Linked DNA regions of Sus scrofa: region 1 is linked to region 2. The links are chromatin contacts, called in public promoter capture Hi-C maps. All regions are on one chromosome and are shown on one strand. The core of a region is the stretch at or near the end of the contact, and the rest is flanking DNA. Distances in the headings are between cores, read along the strand shown. Region 1 holds the start of PTGER4 (prostaglandin E2 receptor EP4 subtype). Region 2 overlaps LOC106506472 (a long non-coding RNA gene).

What was found. Promoter capture Hi-C pulls out the DNA fragments that hold promoters and counts their contacts.
Region 1: a promoter capture Hi-C map of fetal liver shows a contact between it and region 2, with 3 times the contacts expected there. The contact joins the promoter of PTGER4 here to the enhancer-like site in region 2. A contact is called at or near these places in 2 of 5 promoter capture datasets (fetal liver and liver), 4 of 47 Hi-C or Micro-C datasets (blood, embryonic fibroblasts, epiblast stem cells and 1 more) and 1 of 2 datasets of contacts at active chromatin or transcription factors (alveolar macrophages).

The regions. Positions count from the first base shown.
Region 1 is chr16:25,665,829-25,672,805 of Sscrofa11.1, reverse strand. PTGER4 (prostaglandin E2 receptor EP4 subtype) reads right to left here and starts at 1,974. Exons shown (of 3, transcript XM_021076655.1): 1 at 1,385-1,974; 2 at 5-926. The coding sequence starts at 883.
Region 2 is chr16:25,273,323-25,279,665 of Sscrofa11.1, reverse strand. All of the region lies in intron 2 of LOC106506472 (a long non-coding RNA gene), which reads left to right. Among named protein-coding and RNA genes, the nearest start is that of PTGER4, 390 kb to the left of the region's middle. Within about 2 kb of position 1,730, at least 2 of the 83 cell types and tissues checked have an H3K27ac peak or open chromatin away from gene starts, as enhancers often do. A contact at or near this core is called in fetal liver, where this site is marked.

The DNA of each region.
Region 1 (6,977 bases), core at 725-3,224, 390 kb before region 2:
TCACCACAAGCGGGATGGAGCAGATGAGCACCACCAGGGAGGTGGCGATGAGTAAGATGACCATCTGGATTTCGGCACCCGCGATGCGGCGGAAGCTCCGGCGGCGGCGAAAGTCGCTGAGGCGCGGCAGGGCGGGGGAGGCGGCGGACGGGGGCCCCCGGCAAGTTGCGGGGGCCACGGCGACTGCGGCAGCAGCCGCGTGGTGCTGCTCAGTGCCCAGCGAGGTGCGTCTCATGAACTGGCGGTGCATACGAAGAAGCGCTCCGCACACCAGCACGTTGCAGAGCACGGTGGCCAGGATGAGGAAGGAACTGAAGCCCGCGTACATGTAGGAGAAGGCGGCGTGCGCCGTCACGTTGGTGGTCCAGTCGATGAAGCACCAGGTGTCCGGGTACTGCAGCCGCGAGCTGCCGAGGCCCATGTTGGGCAGCGCGCAGAAGAGCACATTAGACGCGTAGACCGCGAAGAGAGTGAGGCCCGCCAGCCGCTTGTCCACGTAGTGGCTGTAGAAGTAGGCGTGGTTGATGGCCAGGTAGCGCTCGATACTCATGGCGCAGATGATGCTGAGCCCGGACAGGCCAAAGAAAAGCAGGATGAAGGTGCTGTACTCGCACAGCGCCGGGCCCCCGGGCCAGTGGCCCTTCATGTACGTAGCGATGGTCACCGGGCTCACCAGCAACGTGCCCAGCAGGTCGGTGACAGCCAGCCCGCACACCAATGTGTAGAAAGTCGTCTCCTTCTGCTCCTTGCGCGACTTGCACAGCACCACGATGGCTATCAGGTTGCCCACCACCCCGAAGATGAACATCACCGCCGGGATGGTCACCGGGCCGTTCGGTCGGTCAGAGGCCAGGGCGGATGCATTGGCCCCAGGGGTGGCCATGGTGGTGTCTGGCGGTACACCGCCCTGGAGCGCGAGGCTGGGTCTGGGGATGGTAGGAGAGAGGCAAAAACGCGGTGAGTGGAAATTACCACTTGCAAGGTGCCGGACCCGCGCCCAAGAAATAATATGCTGATGGGTGAGCGGAGCAACTCGATTCTACATTGTGGGTTGTAGCCACTTACCAACTGAGGCTACTGCGAAATCTCCAGGCTCCGGATAAGTCCTGCCCCCAGCACCACTCTACTGGTATTAATATTTATTAGTTGATACTGCCATTCTCTCCTCCTTCCCCCAACCCAACTCACACCATTGCCAAAATGAACAAGACCTATCTCAAGGGAAAAGTGGCTCGCTCATTTCCCCGACAGATTCTGAGTCAATAAAAGTCTCACGAAAACAAGTTATGGAAGTTGATTTGGTGAGCGAGCTCTTTCCTCCCAGGCTCCTCTTAAGGAGCGCCCACCCACTGCTCTCTGCTCAGTGTCCCCAACCCTACCTCACCTGTAGTGGCCGCGGAGATGGCAGCTGAGCAAGCCCCCAGGGTCAAGCCTCAGATGTCCTGGACACGCCTTCAACCTGCCCTCAGCCGTGCCCCGCTCAATGTGAAGCTTGCCCAGCCTTTGCCTTCTCAGAGCCTGCTCTTGGTGGCTGCCAAATTTCCGGGGTCCAAGTGGTCAGCTTTCAAAAACTTGGAGAACCAGAGGCAGCAGGATGGGTCACTGAAGCCCGACCTTGGATTGTTTCTCTCTCTCTCTTTTTCTCGTTTCTTCCAGGATGATCCAAGCTTTGCGGAGCTCTCAGGTCTCGTCCGCGGACGGACAGCGCTCAGGTGTGCGGCCTCTCGCGCAGGTGTCACCGAGCCTCCTGTCCCCGACTCGGGCCGCCTCCTTCCCAGCCCAGGGAAGCGCAGGCGGCTACCGGGGCTGGCGGCTGCAGCTGAGGCCGCTTCTAGCGCCCTGGAGGAGATTTGGGGTCCACTCGGCCTGAGGCTCTGTCCTGGGGCCGTTCATCTTCCTCTCGGCTGCCGGGTTCCCAGCTCCGCTCTAGCCCTTCTAGGCTCTGTACAAACTTTTCTCCAGCTTCAAGTTTCCCTGGCGGAGGCGGGGCCCACAGTGCGCGGCCCGGGCGCCCATTGGCCGGACGGGAAGGGGGCGGGGCGGGAGCGCCTTCCTCAGGGCTGGAGGAACAGAGGCGGGCCCGAGGGCGGGGCTCCGGGCCGCGCGGGTCCCACCGCGGCTTGGGGGCTTTCCGGCCCTTGGAGGGGCTGAGGTGGCGGAACCTTGGACCCTTTGCCTCAGGCGGATGGTGCTGAGAGGCCGCGCTCCGCGGGGACCTTGGGGAAGCCCGGGTGCTCTCTTTTGCACACTTCTAGCTACTTGGAACTGGACATCCAGAGCCAGCTCGGAAACCAGCTTCTCTTCATCCTCACTGCCTCCCGCTCCGAGTGGGCTTTTTCTCTCAACTTCTACAGGGGTCTCCACATCTGGGTGCTGGGAAGGGAGGTCGGCGGCTTAGGACTCTACCTTGGAGCGGCCGAGGTGTGTGTGTGCGCGCGTGCGCGCGTGTGGCCCCGGGCGGAGAGAGAGGGTGGAACAGTGGGGGTGTCTGCGCGCGCGCACTTGGCCCCGGGTCAGAAGTAGGGTGCGCGCAACGGTCTGTTGTGGGTGGATGGGCGGGTGGGTGGATCGGCCCCAGGCTTGGGCGGGAAGACAGCGAAGTATCCAGCCTCTCTCCTTCAAAGGTGTTAGTAGGCAGTGCCCAGGCTGTGGGCTGCGCGCGTAGGCAAAAAAGCAGCCGGGACTGCAGCCTTTCCAGGCGCAGGTGGCAGAGCCCTGCGGCTGCGGAGAGGTGGCGCGCGGTCCCCCGGGGCAAGGTTAGTGAGGGTGGGAGGGCTGCTGTCGAACCGCAGCGGCCTTTCTCCTCCTCCCAGGAACTTCTCCGCCCAGTGAGAACGGTTAGACTGGGCTTTATGCCTTGGCCCTGTTATGTTCGCGTTAGACACCTTCTCCACGAATCCTTGCAAAGGCCGATGCGGCGTGACACTGGGGTTTCAGAGTCATTCCAGTGAAGGAATGCTCCAGGTGTAACTCCCTGGTTAGCCTATTTGCTCTGCCTTTTTTTTTTTTTTTTTCTTTAAATTACAATTTAACTTCTTTTGCGGTGACAAGTTTTCCCGTCTACTCATTCTCCACTTCTTTCTATTCTATTTCTTAGAACAGAAAACTAAAAAAGAAAAAGGGATTGTAAAACTTTATGGCGTAATTATAACCACTTCACTATTTTTTTTAACGCACAAAATGGGATCGTGTGAGCCTTCCTAATTTAGGATCCTAGGAAAACATGCATGTTTTCCAGGGGTTGTATACATGCGTTTTAACGTATTGCATCTCCTCACAGGGTAGGTAAATATGATTCTTGATTGATTATATGATAAAGCAGGCACTCATTTCTTAAATATTTTTTCATAAGTGAACAAACCTAAGAATTTTTCTGGTTCTCCAGTTATTCTTAAATGACACAGTAACAAATGAGTAATAGAGAAACAAAGAGCATTCCAGATTTCAACTAATTACAGGAGGTTAAATATCTAGAATCATATTTACACATTTTGTGTAAGGCGCCATGTAGATATATTGATACCACATCATTCTATTGTTTGTATTGTTTCCTCACGAATACCAGGGATTCGGAAAGAAAAACACACATTCGTTACCCAATATCAAAAGAAATGAAAGAGATTGGTCAGTTTCTCAGTCTTCTCATAGTCACGGCTATAACCACTTCTCTTGTCTGTACTTCTGATGAGTAGTAACCTCTAGGATGGTGTCAGCATTGAAAACAAATCAACACTAGAAAAAGGAAACTGCACATTTTACCCCCAGTCTTCCCTGACCGCATTTCGTCACATCACCCTGTCAGGTGGTTGTCGGTAAAGATATGAAGGGGTGGTGGGAAGTTCCACTTATAATCACTTTGTGCTAATAAAAATTTTCCAGTTTTCTTTCCACTTGAGGCTCCAATGTGGAAAGCTGTTAGGATTGGGACTTGTTAAATTTTCACAATGAAGAGTATATTAAATATAAAAATGGAGGCACAGTGTTGAGAGAATTAGTGTTACAGGTTTTAGCATGTTGTTGATAAACTGGGCTTGTTATCCATAGAGTTGTTTTTCTCACATCCTTTACATTTTCTTCCCATAGTAGCTTTAGGAAAATGAAAATAAGAATCCAGGACATAAGACTAAAAAAATGTAATGGGGTTTACCTGTATCCTCTCTTGGTGCATGATTCTTAAAACTTAAGTTTAGCCTTCAGAAGTAGAAATTGAAATTTTGGGAAACAACTTAATATTTTTTTTTCTAATTTGATAAACCAGGACAAGATATTTTGGTTTCCCTCACACTCTGCAAGGAATCTATATTGCAAAAGGAAATGAAGAATCACCATGATTATATAGACAATTCTTGTCATTGTTTTTATATTTAAATTTATTCCAAGCATTGTTTCCTATTCTCCCTTGCAGTTTCTGCCTCAATCCCTAGTTCTCTGCACTGGAAGACCCTGGTTCAATTCTTTAGAACTGTCATTAAATCCTCTCTGAAGGTGTGCAGTAATCCCAGAGCTGTCTGATTGACCAGTCTGATTGCTCTCTGCTAGCTAATTATGGGACTCCTCTTTTAACAAAACACCAGAAAGTGGGCACTTGTTTAAAAGCACAGTCCAGAATATAAAAAAGAATGTACTTGTATGTTTACCTGAGTCATTTTTCTGTACAGCAGAAAGTGGTACAACATTGTAAATCAACTATAATTTGATGAAAAAATAAATGAAAGCATAGTCCGCTTGCAGGCTACTAAACACATTCCCTTTGACTAGGTTGACTCTTCCTTGAGTCAAAGGAATGGGTAACAAAGGGGCTAATTCCTGGAGGAAGGCAGCAGAATGAATCAGATCTGACCTGGACCCCTTACTAAGTCAAAGCTGGCCAGATATTAGAGTATTCCTATAGCACTAACATTCAAGTAGCAAGGTCTGTGCAAACTGTGTTTGCTCTCTGTCACCCAGGACAGGCCATGTGGATACTCTAAACAGTGAAAAAAAGCATCTGTCTGGTACAAATAAAACTGTGTTCTTAGACACAGCTGCCTTCCACATGCTCGCCCAGTTAGTTCAGTGAGTTGCAAGCATGCCATTAACCTCAGTTTGAGCATGAAAAGAGGTACATGATTGTGGTTGTGGCCCTCACGACTGTCCTCCCTTTTTAAGGGTATATTTCAAATGTGTGGTCTCCTAATTATTTTCATTTTCTAAGCATAAATTTTCTGCTGAGTCTAGTGCCTGGAGTTGTTACACGTGTCAGTCAGTACTGTGATTAACTCCCCGATGTCTTCAGGCAGGCGTAAATAAATAACTGCCTCGGAGGCTGTTCTCCACCAAGTGACTGCTTCAGGCTGCCTTCTTCTCCGACAGTTACACTCCTCAAAGGGATGGCTCTCTACCCTTTTATTCCTCCCCTCTTTCTTCTCCCAACGGATGTTTCCACTGTAGTCCCGTTGTGGAATGGACTAGTGGACAAAGAAAGGAGATAATTTGCTTAGTGTTGCTCATTTTTGAAGATACAGGTGGAGAGATAGTCTTGCTAGTTTAGGCCTCTCTTTACAGGAAGATGGACATTCTATTTCAGTTTCACCTCATACCCCGCCCCGCAATTGCTGTACCTTTTAGCACTTCAGAAAATACTCAGAGACTCCCTGGTTTAACCATCAGCACCAGCATCATCTGTAGCTTGTTGAAGGCTTTTCATAGCACTTCCATATTTGCATTCACATGTGCTTTTATTAGCAACCCCCTGAGGATGTTAGGTGGGTGTGATAAAGACTGCCATGTTTCACCAAATCCTGTTTCCATTTCCTCTTGAAGATATAGCTGCTTGTTATTTCTCAGACGTCCGGTGGTTAGGTGAAGCCCATGTGACTGAATTCTGACCAATGGAAAACCGGAGGAAGTCGTGTGCGCCACTTCCCAGCCTGGTCCCTAAAAGACCCTAATCCTCTGTGTTCTCTATCTTCCTTTTTCTTCCAACAAGATACAAAGCCCTGGTATATAGAAGAGCCCCTAGATAGAAGGTGACTGGGTGCCTGAATACTTGAGTGGGGACCTCATTTCAATCTCAGTGACCTTCATTGGACAATGAAGGGAAAGTGAAATAATCCACTGAGATTTGAGGGGCTGTTTGTTTGGGAAGTTAGCCTCTACTAATAAAATATGGTCGGAACAATCTGTCTTCAGTAATGAGAATGTGGGCATGGAAAAGTTTTGTGACTTGCTCAAAGGCACAAGAAGTAGTGAGGTCAGCTGAAATTTTTCCTGCACTTAGTCTGTGGGAGGCACTGTGCTGAAAGATTTATGAATATGTCACCTAATCCTCACAACACACCGACAAGGAAGGTACTACATAGGAGTAGAAGGCCCAGTTTTATAGATGATTGAACTGAAATTTGGTTAAGGAACATAGAGGAGGACACTGTTATTTCTTAAAAGACTAAGCATCTAGGGAGAGTGATGCTAAGAGTCCTGCAGTGTAAGTGGCTATTGGTTGAAGCATCCTGACCATCTTGATTAGGTGGGACTTTGGCTGAATTTGTTGCTGCCAGCCTTCCTGTTGATTCTTTGTGACTGATTGCCTTTCCAATAAATGATTTTCCTGTTTAAATTGACCATACTCAGTTTCTGTTGCTTGCAAACAATAACCCCACCTAACACAGAGAGGTTGAGTAAATTGCAGATCACAGTATGGATAAATGGCCAAGCAAAGAATTTAATCTGGATCTGTCTGATCCCCAGACTTCTATCCATAATCTCTATATTTCTTAGCCCAAATTGGAACTCTAGCAATATGACTCTTAGTCTTACTTTCTCGTTCAATATCATTGGCTTTAGGGTAAAGAAAGTCTGTGTTCATGGTTATAGTAGGTTAAGTTGCCTAAGCCTTTGGCGAAAAGGAGTTTTACTAAGCTAGTTCCTTTGAAGTTTAATATAATAATCCATATAAACAAAATGTCTGGCATATATTGAAAATAATAAATTTTAGCCTA
Region 2 (6,343 bases), core at 481-2,980:
TCCTGGATCTGGAAGATTGTTTGGTCACCATAGAAGGCAATCAAGATAGGAGAAGTCATAAAAGTTTAGAAGAGTATTCTTCAAAAATGACAGAATTGGCGGAAAAACCAATGTGCTTACATTTTCAAGTCTCTTAAATAAATTAGGACACATATATTCTATGGAGAAAAATAAAATGTGCCAGAAGAGGAAGTTGATTACCTTGTACTGCACGACACATCTGTGAACAGCATTTTATGTGCATAGTAATGTAGAAAGTGAATACTTACCTATCCAAAATTGCAAAATAAATATATTGGGAAGATGAGGAGACAAGTATGTGTCTGTGTAATAGGGAAAACTACAATTCCATTCAACATGGATTGAACCTCATGTAGTAAGATTTTTTTAAAGTATCTTTAGCATGTGCCTTCCTTTTAGATGTTCTTTACTGTTTATTTGCATTTTCTGTTGATGCCCTGCTATTAACTAGAATTGTAATATGTTTTAAATATGGACATTTACTGGGGAGTATAATAAAACATGGGGCTCCTGCCAATGAAATCTTTTAAGGTTTTTGATTAGATGAATATTGTGAAAAAATATGAGAAGAAATAACAATATTTTGATAAGATCGACTGTCCAAATAAGTGTATTAATAGAGTCATTCCGCAATATCTGCAGATTGATTCCAGATCTCCTTCAGTTACCAAAATCCTTGAATATTCAGCAGGTTTTATCTGCATGTAACCTATGCACAGCCTCCTATATACTTTAAATATTTCTAGATTATTTATAATACCTAAGACAATGTAAATGCTATGCGAGTAATTGTAAATACAATATAAATTATATGCAAATAGTTATCAATACAACATAAGTGCATGTGAATAGTAGTCAATACACACAGAAAATTCAAGTTCTGGTTTTTGAAAATTTCTGGATCTTTTTTTCAAATATTTTTGATCTGCAGTTGTTTGAAGACTGTTATTTTCCAAGATGCTTTTGAATTAAAGAAGGTGATTTCCCTTATTAAATAAAAAGCTTGAGTCTGTCCACAAATGATGATACTATGAATTAGAGATACATACTATATAAGGGGTTCTCATAGAGTCCTAAACACTCAGAAAAGAGATAAAACTCTCTCAGTGTTAGGTGGTGAGGGAAGAGTAAATGGAGTAGATAATTTGCAAGGAGTTTGCACCCATTATGTGACTATCGAAAACTTTATAATATCTGCCATATCTTTGTGATACTGCCTACTTTTAGTAATTTTCTCTTTCTAGCTTCAACGTATTTTGTTTTTGATGTTTTGCTTTTTCACGTTGATCTAGCAAAGACTCCTTTTATTCTGCTTTTTGGGATTTATTGTCTCTTCTGGAGCTACAATCCAAGCCCTTCACCAATTTTAAAATGTTTAGTCATTATCATTTCAAGTATAGTCTCTTTGCTGCTGCCATGTGGAACTCCAATAGATGCATTTTAAACTCTTCCTTCTTATCTTCCATGCTTTTAGTTTTATAATTTCACTTTGTCCTCTAGGTTTCATTCTAGAAATTTTCTTTCAGTTCACTAATTGTATCTGTTTGTTACCACTGCATAACAAACCACCCCAAAACTGGGTGACTTAAAACAGCAAACATGCATTATTGCTCATGAACCAGGTCACCAGACTGATCTGTCTGGTCGTGATAGGACTCACAGGTTATAAGCAGCTGTGGGTTGTCTATGTGGCTTTGCTGATTTTGCTGGTTTCAGCCAAAATGTCTGGGGTGACTCAGCTCTGCTCGTTATCTCTCATCGTCCAGCAGGCCAGGCCATGACAGTTGTTGTGGTGGTGACAAGGTTACAATAAAACAAGCAGAAGCACACAAGGCCTATTGATACCTAGGCTAAAATTAGCACATTATCAGGTTTCATTATTGCTTTTGAAAGCCCTAGGCACTTTTGCCTTTGTGGATTTCATTACATAAAGAGTACTAAAAAATATATTTTACAGCTACCTTTGCATAAAGATAAATATCATCCACTGGACTCATTACTATATATCTGCCATTCTGCTTATCTTTATTTTGCTTGTAAAAGAATTTAAGATTAAAACTTTTTTATGCACTTTTAAAAGAATTGTGGCCCCTCAGTATTGTGACCACCTTACCAAATGGGTAACTCAGCTTCACACACTGTCACTTCTGCACAAGCCCAGACTGCAAGACTAGGGAAATAGATGCCACCGTTTAATGGGAGGATCTGCAAGTTGCACTGCAAAGGGTCTAATCCTAGGGAGGGGTGAAGCACTGAATCCATTTTGTGATCAATTTACCACATCAATCTCTCTTCCTGTAAAATTAATCTTTTTAGTTCATCTGCTTTCTTGGCTTCATACTGAGTTTTTTGCTTGTTTTTGTTTTCTTCTTTTGTTTCTCCAAACATTTGAAACATTTATTTTGTATTTTGATTCCGAGAATTATAATATCTAAAATGGTTTCAAATCTAATTTTCAAACCCAATTTGTTTCTGCTAGCTCTTCCTCTTCGGGACTTTTTTTGGGTATAGTTTGGTAACTTTGGTTTGAGGGTATATTCTACTTTCCTTTACTTTGGCAAGATATCTAGGATGTTAAACGCAGAATCACGTGAAGCTTATTTCTTCCTTTGGAGTTGTTTTGGTTATACATTGACCAAGTGGATAGTATGCATTTCACTGCCAGTCCACGAGAACGCAGCTAATCCCCAGAGAAGATGCTATTCCTCACCTGGTGCTGAGACAGAGAGAGTTAAGTTTCTTTGCCATCTCTCTTTTTTTCGGAAGCACGTAGTTTTTCCTTTGGCTCACCTTCAGGGCCCAAGGCCTTTTTCCCCTATTTTTCCTGAATGACCCTATAGAACAAAACACCAAGTTTTTGTTTATTTTTCCAATTTACAAATGCTCCCTAGGTAAATTCATCTTTCCTGAGCTTGCCCACTACCATAGTTTCAGCATTAAAAAAATAAAATAAAATTTTCCACAGGGTAATCTTTTATGTATCCTGTGAGCTTGGATTTTCAAAAACGCAGAAAACACACACACATGCACAAAACCCTTTGTTGTATTATTGCTATAGCATTTTTAGGTATTCCGTAGTTGGATGCTTTACAAATATATAGGATCCCGCAATGCTTTAAGTAAAAGTCAGCCTCACATGCTTTAAGACACACAAACAAATAAAAATCAGTGAACAAATAAATTCTACAGCTCCAAGGTAGAACTGAGGAGTAGGAAGTGGAGGCCAAAAGAAACTATCGCTAGAAACTCAGGCTAAGACTTTCCTTGATTCTTTTGTAGACTTTGATATCTCTCTTCTCCTGCTTTGTTAATTTTTTTCACACATATTGGCGGTGTCAGTGTCCCCATTCCTTCCAGGTCCCGCCTCTGTTCTAGCTCAGTCTGCTGCCCCGTGCATGGTAGTCTTGGGATACATGATGCCTGATCAAATCTTCCTTGGCCTTCATCTTCTCTCAGAATTTTAGTTTACTCTATCTTATTTTATTTTTATTTTTTGTCTTTCGAGGGCCACACCCGTGGCATATGGAGGTTCCCAGGCTTGGGGTCGAATCAGAGCTACAGCTGCTGGTCTACAGCACAGCCACGGCAATGCCAGATCCAAATGCAGTCTGTGCCCTACACCACAGCTCATGGCAACACTGGATCCTAACCCACTGAGTGAGCCCAGGGGTAGAACTTGTGTCCTCATGGATGCTAGTCAGATTTGTTTCCCTGAGCCATGACGGGAACTCCAGTTCACTCTTGTCTTGATAAGAAATTAAAAATAAAAATTGGCAAAACCAGTTCTGATTATTTGTTTGTGATTGAAAATGGATTAATGTGTATCTAAAGGAAAAAGATGTAACTTTTTTTTTTCCTGACATTTAAATACATGTGACTTCAAGGTTATCATTTACATTCTCTGTTCCCTTGCTTTCTTATTTATACCATAAAACCTTTCCTGTCTGGTACATAGCTCATGTATATAAAAGCACTTTGTGAATTCTGATGCACCAACTAACAGAAATATATATATGAAAACAATAACAAAAACAATATAACAAAATACAGCCTTACTTTCAAGATATTTACTCTGCAGTGCAGAAGATAAGATATCAATCATAAATCGCCAATCAGGTGCTAGGTGTGCACTAGGGACAGAGGATGAGGTCTGGTGCTGGCACAGAGTGGAGCACAGTCACACTGCCCCAGCTGGGAGGTGGTGGAAGCTTTTACCAAGGGAAAACACCGGAGCAAAGCCCTTTGGGGAGCAGAGGGATTCCCTAAAGAGACAACAATTTGAGGAAGGCATGAGAGATTTAACAGTGATTTTATGGAAAAAACAATGTCTTAGAAATAGCATCAAATAATAAAGGCCCAGAGCACAACCAACAACAATAAACCAAGTCTAACCATTTAACTTGCCAGGCAAGAGAACACTGAACAGTGAAGAAATTTAATTCACACGGTCATTTGCTGAGGGAAAAAAATCAGGGGTCTTTACAAGCTAGAGAGGAGCTCATAATTCACTGAGCATAGAAAATCAGTACTTTGCGAGGGCAGGATCAGTCCATGGGTCTGTGTACACTTGGTTAACATAGCCTCGTTTTTCATTTTTCCAGAAAGTATCTTCAATTAGGTTCAGTAAAGCTCTGGCATCCGGGTCACTCCAAGTTCAAAACTTCAGTTGTTTAGAGCCAGCTGTGAGAAAACACAACAGTTCGTTTGGATATCTCCTAGGCAAGTGCTGCTGGAAGTGGAAACTTTTTATTCACATCAGCTTGAGGCAGATGTCGTATGTAAAGGGATGGAAACCATGCCCTTAAACCCTGCCGTAGAGCTCAAAATGTGGTCTGTGGCCAGAACATACGCATTATCGGGGTGCTTGCTGGAGGTACAGATTCCTAGACCCCTCCTAATTCTATTGAATAGAAGCTGCTTTTTAGTAGCATTCTCAGCTTTTTCATATACACATTAAAGAAAAAACAACAGCTTTAAAACGGGGTTCTAGAATAGTGGTTCTCCAAATTTGGAGCGTAGCAGAATCAATTGGATAGCCAGAGTCACAGACTCATTGGGATAGGACAAGTTTTGGACCTTTGTATTTTTACCAAGTTCCCCAGGAGCTGTTGATACTGATCAAAGGCAGAGAACCACTATTTTAGAACATACTTCTCCTATTCAGGATCCATGAGCTCAAAATCTCCACACATTAAAGAGGCATATTCTCGTTAAAGCTCTGATTGTATTACAGAATCGAACTGTAGGTGCTGTTTTAACTGGAATTCATCCCTTATAATTATAAAGTCAGGAGGATTTTATAACACCTAGAATTTCAGTCACCTGAAACCATATCTAGCAAATGGTAAGATCATCTTTTTTCTCAAGAAAACTGTAAGAAAAAAAAATAGTGCATCTATGAGAACATTCCAATGAGGATAATCTACCAAGAAACAAAGAAATTCCCAAATCTTTGTAAATGGTGGAAATAGCTCTGATAACTGTTTACTGGAGCAGAGAAAGGACTAACATTCAGCCTTATTTCGGAAATTTATCCATGTGTTACATATCAAGTCATTGTATTTCTTTGTTTAAAAAATTAGAAGCTTCCTCTTTCAATTAATAAAAGCTGGCTTTGGTTCTCAAGGTTTGTTTTACAAAAAGGTAATTTTGAGTGTGTCATACTTAAAAATCCTAAGCAAAAAATGACCAACTTTCTTCCCACCACTTCTCTCTGGGGCACTCTGATGTCGGCATCAGGAAGAATGAGGTCATGAGCTTTTAATAAACCCAAATGCCATCAAATATAGGAAATTATTTGGTATTTCCTTTACTGGATATATAAAACCTTACCTTTCTTAGTCATTTAATTTTGAGTTCAGAAATGAATTTGTGATGTGGAAGAACAATATTCATTAATAATCAGGGAAGTGAGCAATGCACAAAATTTTCTAATAGGTCCAACCCTTCTTTTTCCTGCATGGTAAACATTTGTGAAGGAAATATGCTTTAATAAGATAAGAAATTTCAGTTGAGGCATATTTGTTACTTTTCCATGAATATATTCAACATGAGACTGGCAACTGTTTTAAGAAATACATTTAATCCCGACTCATTATTATCACATACTGTTTAGAACATAAAATTCTCAGCCTGCTTTTGAAAGCATTACAAGTAAGACCCTCATTTTGCACTTGAGGAAAAGATGAAGTCAGAAAACCAGAGAAACCTCACTTGCAGATCTGAGAGTCAAAAATAGTTCTTTTGACTCTTAATGCAAAGATTGCTCCAATGAAACTTTAGCACTTGATTTTATCTGAAAAAGACATTTGTAAAAAGAAGC